2 separate regions of the Hordeum vulgare genome follow, and region 2 is linked to region 1. The links are chromatin contacts, called in public Hi-C maps. All regions are on one chromosome and are shown on one strand. Each heading gives the region's core, a stretch centred on a gene start, on an enhancer-like site or on the middle of the called end of the contact. The rest is flanking DNA. Distances are from core to core; before and after follow the strand shown. Region 1 holds the start of LOC123426357 (MADS-box transcription factor 15-like). Region 2 holds the start of LOC123426358.

The links. A called contact is a pair of places that touch in the nucleus more often than the background predicts.
Region 2: a Hi-C map of seedling shows a contact between it and region 1, with 3 times the contacts expected there. The contact joins the promoter of LOC123426358 here to the promoter of LOC123426357 in region 1. A contact is called at or near these places in 1 of 6 Hi-C or Micro-C datasets (seedling) and 1 of 1 datasets of contacts at active chromatin or transcription factors (embryo).

What each region holds. Positions count from the first base shown.
Region 1 is chr2H:381,296,395-381,300,337 of MorexV3_pseudomolecules_assembly, forward strand. LOC123426357 (MADS-box transcription factor 15-like) reads left to right here and starts at 2,060. Exons shown (of 8, transcript XM_045110168.1): 1 at 2,060-2,425. The coding sequence starts at 2,241.
Region 2 is chr2H:381,609,376-381,613,318 of MorexV3_pseudomolecules_assembly, forward strand. It overlaps LOC123426358, which reads left to right and starts at 2,246. Exons shown (of 7, transcript XM_045110169.1): 1 at 2,246-2,570; 2 at 2,781-3,943. The coding sequence starts at 2,381.

The DNA.
Region 1 (3,943 bases), core at 810-3,309:
GTGCCTCCACGAGAGGGGCGTGAACTCATACATCATGTGTACAAGCTTGCCGTAGCTAGGACTCTGCCCTCTCCTTTCATACCTCTCACCTCTAATGTCAGGTTCGTTCCCACGACACTAACGCCCCGTGGTTCTCCCCTCGGCTGCATTGCCGCGCACTGCCGCTACGCCGCCCCATCGGGTCGCCGTGTTGCGGCATGCGATCTACGCCACCGCCTCGAGGACTTCCCATCGTTGTCCCGAGCCGCGAGCTACCGCTTCGTCGCCCCTTCGGGTCGTAGCAACGTGGCGCACGGTCCACTCCGCCGTCCACGCGCATCGACTTCCTATGATATGCGTCGCGTCGTCTCCTTTGGCGCGTGAACGCCATCGTCCGCACCGGTCTTCATCATGCTGTCGGGTTCTTCCTTGCCTACTTCGAGCATTGCCGCCGCATACCTACCCAGCTGCCACCGCCGCCGCCGCCTCCGCCTTCAGGACGCCGCCACCGCTCTCCTTTGGCGTCGCAGCTCGCTCAACCGAGTCGTGACGCTTGTACACCTCCTTCATCTTCGTCCCGCACCAGCTCCTTGCCAGCGTCGACGTCGTCTACCCCGACTCCTCGACATGACGTATAGCTTGTGCTGGTCCCTCATCTACGCATGCTCGGTGCCGGCAACACCGACGCGTGCTTCGTCCTCGGTGTGTTCCCAAGCCTAGAAAGCCTGGAGCTACGCATCCCCAACAACGACTTCGTCCATCTACGCATGCGTGATACTGGCAACACCGACGCACGCCTTCGTCCTCAAAGTGTCCCCGGGCTTGGCAAACCCGGCGCAACGCGTCGTCAACTACGTCTCCTTCCCGACGCATCACTACTTCGACACCATTGTGCCCATGACTGACTCGGCGCCTCCTTGCACCCACGGCTCCACGGCGACTCCCACGGCACCGGCTACCCAGACTCGACATCGACCACGGCATTCTTCGCATGGCTACCTCGACCACGGCTACACCACTGTATGCTCCCGGCTACCTCGACACCGGCACAAAGGGCCACCGCCTTGCTTGTGCAACCTCGTCGGTTTCCACTCCAGCCACAACTTCCGCGATGCATCAACCGTTACGACTGTGTGGGGGATGACCGTTGGCTTACCTTCGGATTCTTCTCTAGTCTCACCGCCTGCGTCGCTGTCGTTGTGACTGCGGGGGAATGTTGAGTATATTGATTAGTTAGGAAACATAAGATAGACTAGGAATTATTCTGGCTTGTCTTGTACTCCAAGTTGATCATGTACTCCTATATATATATGCCCATGAGGCTCAAGCAATACAACAAATATTCCACCAATCCCTCTATTCCCCTTCAAAACTAGGGTACTATGATGGACCAATGAGATGCAAGTCCTTCCACCTAGCTCCCCTTTGCATAAAAACTTGACCATTGATTTACCTAATGTATATGAATTATATTGTACAAGAAACCATTGCAATCTTTTAAAAAAAACTAGTGGTATAGTTTCTATGACATGTAACTTATATTATTTTTTTATTAAACCGACTCTTAAATTTTGTCTGAAAATATGACGAGGACTCGTAAACATGCTCAGAAGAAGTAGATACCGGTGGTCAAATTACATTAAAAAAAGTATGTCAATGTACGAAAAGAAAGGATTATATTTTGGATTGAAAAAAATAATAATAAGAAAAAATGTTCATGTAATTCTGCGCGAGTCAAAGAGGTTCCAGTCAAGAGAGAGAAAGTGGGACCAATCAAAGAGACAAGAAAGCAGAGATACTCAAAGGCAGATTTAGAAAGAAAAAGAAGTGAAGATGGGCTGGCCTGCGTTTGGGTTCGACCGTACGAGGTGCAGACCCATCACACATGGGGACGATGGATGGAGGAGTTAAACCTGCACTGCCATTTTTTTATGTGCTTGCTGTTGCTGCTGCTGCTGCTGCTGCTAAACACACACAATATCGAGATTCGAGAGAGAGAGAGACTGAGGCTGCGCCTGTGGGGCCAATTTAGGCGTCCCAGCCAATAGACGCTCGACAGCATACCGGCTCCGGAACCACACTCGATCGCACCCTCCCCCAATTACACCACAAATCCATCCATCCTCTTCCTCTCCCCTCTTTAAAGCTGCATCCCATCTCCCCTCACCGCCGCGGCGAACCAGCGACGTCTCGCCTCCTCCCACTCCGGCCGCCGTGCGCGCCATAGGCACAGCAGCCGACACCTAGATCGTGAAATCGGGATGGGTCGCGGTAAGGTGCAGCTGAAGCGGATAGAGAACAAGATAAATCGGCAGGTGACCTTCTCCAAGCGCCGCAACGGGCTCCTGAAGAAGGCGCACGAGATCTCCGTCCTCTGTGACGCAGAGGTCGCCGTCATCGTCTTCTCCCCCAAAGGCAAGCTCTATGAGTACGCCACCGACTCCAGGTATCCCTCCGCCCATGCCTATATTAGCTAGCTTCCGTCTCGATCCATTTCCTTTCCATTTCTGCCTCTGCCATATGCCCATGCCGCTGCATCATACTACTAGATACATATAGATATAGAGAGGCAACACCGTACCGCCGTACGCTCCGCTCTTCCCCCGCCAGCTGCATCGTAGCTCTTGCCGTTTCTGGCCTCTGATGCCATGGCGCCGGAAAAGTTCCCTGTCTGTTTTGCCATTTCTGGCATCGATCCATCTCCATGTGCTCACCGGTTTGGTGTCCGTACCGCATGTGCTTCCTCACCTCTTTGCAGTTTCTACTACCCAGCCCCTGCCACCCATCCCTGCCTATTCTGAGTTTGTTTGTGTGCTACAGCTGATGATTTTATGCAGCTGCTTGCTTATTTTGGGTAACGACTTGATTTCTCCTCAGTCCTCGCTCACTAGCTGGCTCGTCTTCTCCAATTTCCTTTCTCGTGCTCCCCACTTTTGCCTTTTCCTCTTGCCTCCGACTGATCCTTTCCTTTTTGGGGATCCACGGTCGCCTTTCTTTCTTTAATTCACATTCACCTATATAGCCAGCGTAGGACACCATGTGAATGTGACACGAGAAGGCAGATTAGATTATACTGACCCGCCCCAGCCCCAGCCCCAGCCCCAGCGCGTAATTAGATGATTTTTGTTGCTTTCCTCATCCACGTCGTTCTAGACTCGATTGTACTACAAGGAGTATTTTATTCGCTTTCTAGTTCCCCCGTCAAGTGATTTGGTTTTTCTTTGTGACCCAAAATCACATGCGTGTTTTCATTTTTTTAAAAACCATCAATAATAATCACAGCTTCCAAGAAGTGAGCTGGGCAGTGAGCCAGTGACAGACACGCATGTAATCGACGGCGCTCGGTGAATTAATCGCCTCACATCTTCTTCTGCCTCTCTAAACATGCAGTCAGCACGACTTATGCATGGTACATCGCTACGTACGTCTTTGTTAAATTATACCAAAAAAATCCCTCTTCTTGCTCTTCTTCGGTTCTTGCCAAGGAGTGAGATGGATCTGGCTCTTCTTTCATCTTCTTTTCTCTTTCCTCTTATTTATTTCTTCTCCCTCTTTTTTCCTCTTTGATGCTACCCTCTAGGTCAATCTTTGCTAGCTCGGTTTTATTTGGTAGAAAAAAGATAGACCAGCTTGGCAGCTAGATATAGTACAGTAGTAGATCTTTGCTTTGTTAATTGATAGTGAGCAATTTGCAATGTTCTGTTGAAGAGAGATCGAAATAAAGGTGTACGGTGTACTACCTAGCTAGATCGCTAATCATGGAACCATTTGCTGCAACACAACATATACTTTAGCCTCTCTCAATTCCGTGTACAACAGTTTTGTGTTGTACAACGACTTGTACGTACGGTGACAGTATGCATCTGTATGCATGTCGGCACTTTTATGCCTGTTTTCAAGTGCTTTATTTCCAATATACATATAGGTCCGGTGCATCTCATCTCTTTCTTCCCTCTTCGAGATA
Region 2 (3,943 bases), core at 996-3,495, 310 kb after region 1:
GACAAAACTTATATGCAGACTAAAAAGGACCGGAAAGAATAATAACACAATAATCAAAGAGCTAAAATTGAGTGGGTTGTAATAGATCCATTTGTTGGCCCGTGACAACGCACAAGCGTTCTACTAGAACGGTGTAAGTAACTGCACCTATATGTTAGATACGGGCTAACTTGTAGAAGAAGAAGCTTGTCAATTTCCTCTCAACGAAGTTTCGAGCCTGGTCTCACAACCGAGCCATATCTACCATGCACAATATATTATTGCTTTCAGATCTCCCGTTTATTCTTAATGTCGCTCCATTTTTGCTGGCTATTGATCTATGACGAAGGGGATGTGCTGGTGCCAGTGCCACTTGCTATTCAAACAACGGAGTGGATCTAGCAATATTTTTATCAATAAAGGTTATCTTTCCTGTGGCCTTTGTTATTAGATACATGCAGATGTGTGTCACTTCCTTAGATCATATCTGGTTTCTAAAGTTTTAAATGTTACCCCGTTTATTCTTAATGTCGCTCCATTTTTGCTGGCTATTGATCTATGATGAAGGGGATGTGTTGGTGCCAGTGCCCGTTGCTATTCAAACAACGGAGTGGATCTGGCAATATTTTTATCAATAAAGGTTATCTTTCCTGTGGCCTTTGTTATTAGATACATGCAGATGTGTGTCACTTCCTTAGATCATATCTGGTTTCTCAAGTTTTAAATGTTACCCCGTTTATTCTTAATGTCGCTCCATTTTTGCTGGCTATTGATCTATGATGAAGGGGATGTGTTGGTGCCAGTGCCCGTTGCTATTCAAACAACGGAGTGGATCTGGCAATATTTTTATCAATAAAGGTTATCTTTCCTGTGGCCTTTGTTATTAGATACATGCAGATGTGTGTCACTTCCTTAGATCATATCTGGTTTCTAAAGTTTTAGATGTTACATATAACCATCAGTTACCTTTAAAAAAAATGACCATTAGTTATCCCAATAGCAGTCCTTGTACATGTTTTTTTATCTGCTTTAAAAATTATTGTGAAGCAAAATAAAGTTGTATGTAAGAATATCCTAGATTGTGTTTTTATATACAAGGATCGCTTCAAGTTACCTCCTTTTTTAGTGAAGCATTAAACTGAGAATGTAGAATGCAGGACCAAAATACTTCTTAGGAAAGTACTGGAGCAGGAACTCAAAATAGTCTACCTTGTGATGTGTGCATGCGTATGTGTGCGCGCGCTCGTGTGCGGGTGTGAGTGTGTGTGCGCTTACGCTCATCTCCGGTCCAGGTTTAGTTGTCCCTGATGCTTGGTTTTAATTTTTTACAAGCATATAATTATACAAGAAAAGAAAACGTGAGAGGGTGAAATACCCCGAAAGGGGGTATCCAAGAAAGGGAGTACCGTATAGAAGAGTAAAGTGGGAGTGTGAAAACCCACGGAAGTATTGAAAAAGATTCGGTACAGGGAGGCGGGTTATGAGGGGAGGCATGCCGAAGGCGTAGTAGGATGGGAGGAGAAATGGAATGGGATCCTTAACCGGTGCTATTGTTATTTGATTGCAACACAATTTATGTTGTAGCTCTTGTCATACATCCTTTTGTATTCATTTTAGTGCCTATTTGACTTGTTTTCTACATAAATTATGGACCCGCTTTGTTGACGAACGGTCGCCAGGAGGAGGTGGCATTTGCGAACGATTTCATTGTCATTTTCAGTTAGAGGGGATGATAGTTTCTTTAGAATGACATGGCGATTTCTGTGAGAGAAGGAAATTTTAGTTTTTCAAATTGTCACTATATGATCTCGTCTCAAAACTAAACCTGCTATCAAAAGGGGTTCAATTGCCACCCCTTTTGCAATGATTGGTAATTAGTTAACTTTTCCTTAAATGATAATATAGGAAGGAATAAGTATCAGAATTACTGCCATGGTGCCCATTTCAAATCTAGCAATGAATTAACAAGTTTAACATGTGAAGTCATTTTTATTTGTTATGTGAAATATTACCATTAATTTGTGTGCTTCATAGCGGTGGAGTAAATGACCAAGTATTAAGTTCAAAAGGTTATCTTAGCCTCTGTAACCTAAAAATAAATTAAAAGCCCGTGGCACCGCACGGGCACTAAACTAGTGTTACTAGTTAAGATACCAATAGTGTGGCTAGCCTTATTCGTAGAGGCACAGCCCAAGCTCGTACGGCCCAATATAGTAGCAGGCCTTTGCGTGTTGGCGCGCGGGTGACAAATCGAACCCGATGCGTCGCTTAAACCTAATCCAAACGCCGGTCGCAATTTGCAAAGCAGGCAGCGCCGCCGCCGCTGCCGAAACCACGTCTGCGCCCTGGTGCGCTCGGTATTCTCAGCCATCATTTGCCTGTCCTAGAAAAATTAGATCAGATGGGGAAGAAGGGCAAGCGGCGGGGCGTGGCCGCCGCTACGGGTGCGCCGGAGGAGGCTGCCCAGCGGGAGGCTCCCGCGGCCGCTTCTGATCCAGCCACGCTGAGGAGGAGCAGGCGACGGGGCGGCGACGCCAGGGCCGCGCAGGAGGCCTCCGCCACCCTTCACGCACTGGATCCCGCCGTTGAAGGTACGCACCTACGCCCGGCTGTGGATCTCGTTGAAATTGTGAACATTCGTGTGTCCGTGGCTGCGGCCAGGGCCTATGGTTTATCCATCTGGTAGTCGAATGTTTTGCTTCCTGCCCCTGATTTGCACTAGCCACGCCAATCTTTTCTTGTTTTCCTTGTGTTGCTTGGAGAAAGCATGTTTAGCCCAACTGATTTTATGGCTTCTACAGGGAAGGGCGCAACGGACAGGGAAAAGAATCCTAAGCTCAACAAACGGAAGAAGAATAAGAGGAAGCAATCTCCCTGTGCTGCTGCATCGGGTGCTGATGCTGCCGCCACGGGTAAATCAGGTGATGACTGCACTGATGGCGAAGGTGTTCTAGGAGACTCTGAGGTTAGCAAGAAAAGAAAAAGGAATAAGAAGATTATGCAGGATCCATCCTCTTCTGCCGTGTCTGATGACAATGCTATTGTTGAGGCAAACAAATCCGGAATTGGCTGCAAAAATGTGGAAGATGTACCAGGAGATGATGAAGCAAGTAGGCGTCCCAGAAATGAAGAGGATCTTGGCTTTTCTGCTGTAAACAATGAAGAACAGTATGTACCGAAGGGTAAGAAGCCCAAGCGAAGGAAACGGAATAAGAACAAGCATGAACCATCCTTTCCTGCTGTAGTGGATGCCGCCGTTGTGGTTGGTAAATCTGAAAATGACAGCACAGGTGGGAAGGGCGTTCCAGGAGTTGCTGAAATTAGTACGAATCCCAGAAATGGAGAGGGTCAAGACAGTCCCGAGGTTAACATTGTGGAGGAGACACTTGTGAGGAACAAGCCTGAACCCGGAAAATGGGAGAAGATTAAGCAGGGGCGATCCCCTGCTGCTGTGTCTGATGATGGTGCTGTTGAGGCAGAGAAATCTGGAAATGTCTGCACAGATGGGGATGATGCTTTGGGAGATGCTCAAGTTAATATGAGCACATTGGAGGTTCCATACCGTCCAGAGGTTAACATGGCAAAGAAGGTGACACGGGAGAAGAAGAAACGTAAGCCCAAGAAACGAAAAAATAATAAGCAAGGACCCCCTTCTGTTGTACTTGATACTGGTGCTGTTGTGGCAGCTGAATCTGGAAATAGATGTATGAGTGGTGATGGTGCACGACAGGATGGTGAAGATAGTATTAGCCCTAGAATTGGAGAGGACCCAAACCGTCCTGGGGTAAACATTGGAGAAAAGGGGGTACCGCAGATGAAGAAGAATAAGCTCAACAAATGGAAGAAGAAGAACCAGGAGCAATCCCCTTCTACCTTGTTGGATGCCGGTGATGTTGTGCCAGATAAATCAGGACGTGGCAGCACAAATGTGGAAGCTGCATCCAGAGGTGCTGATGTTACTATG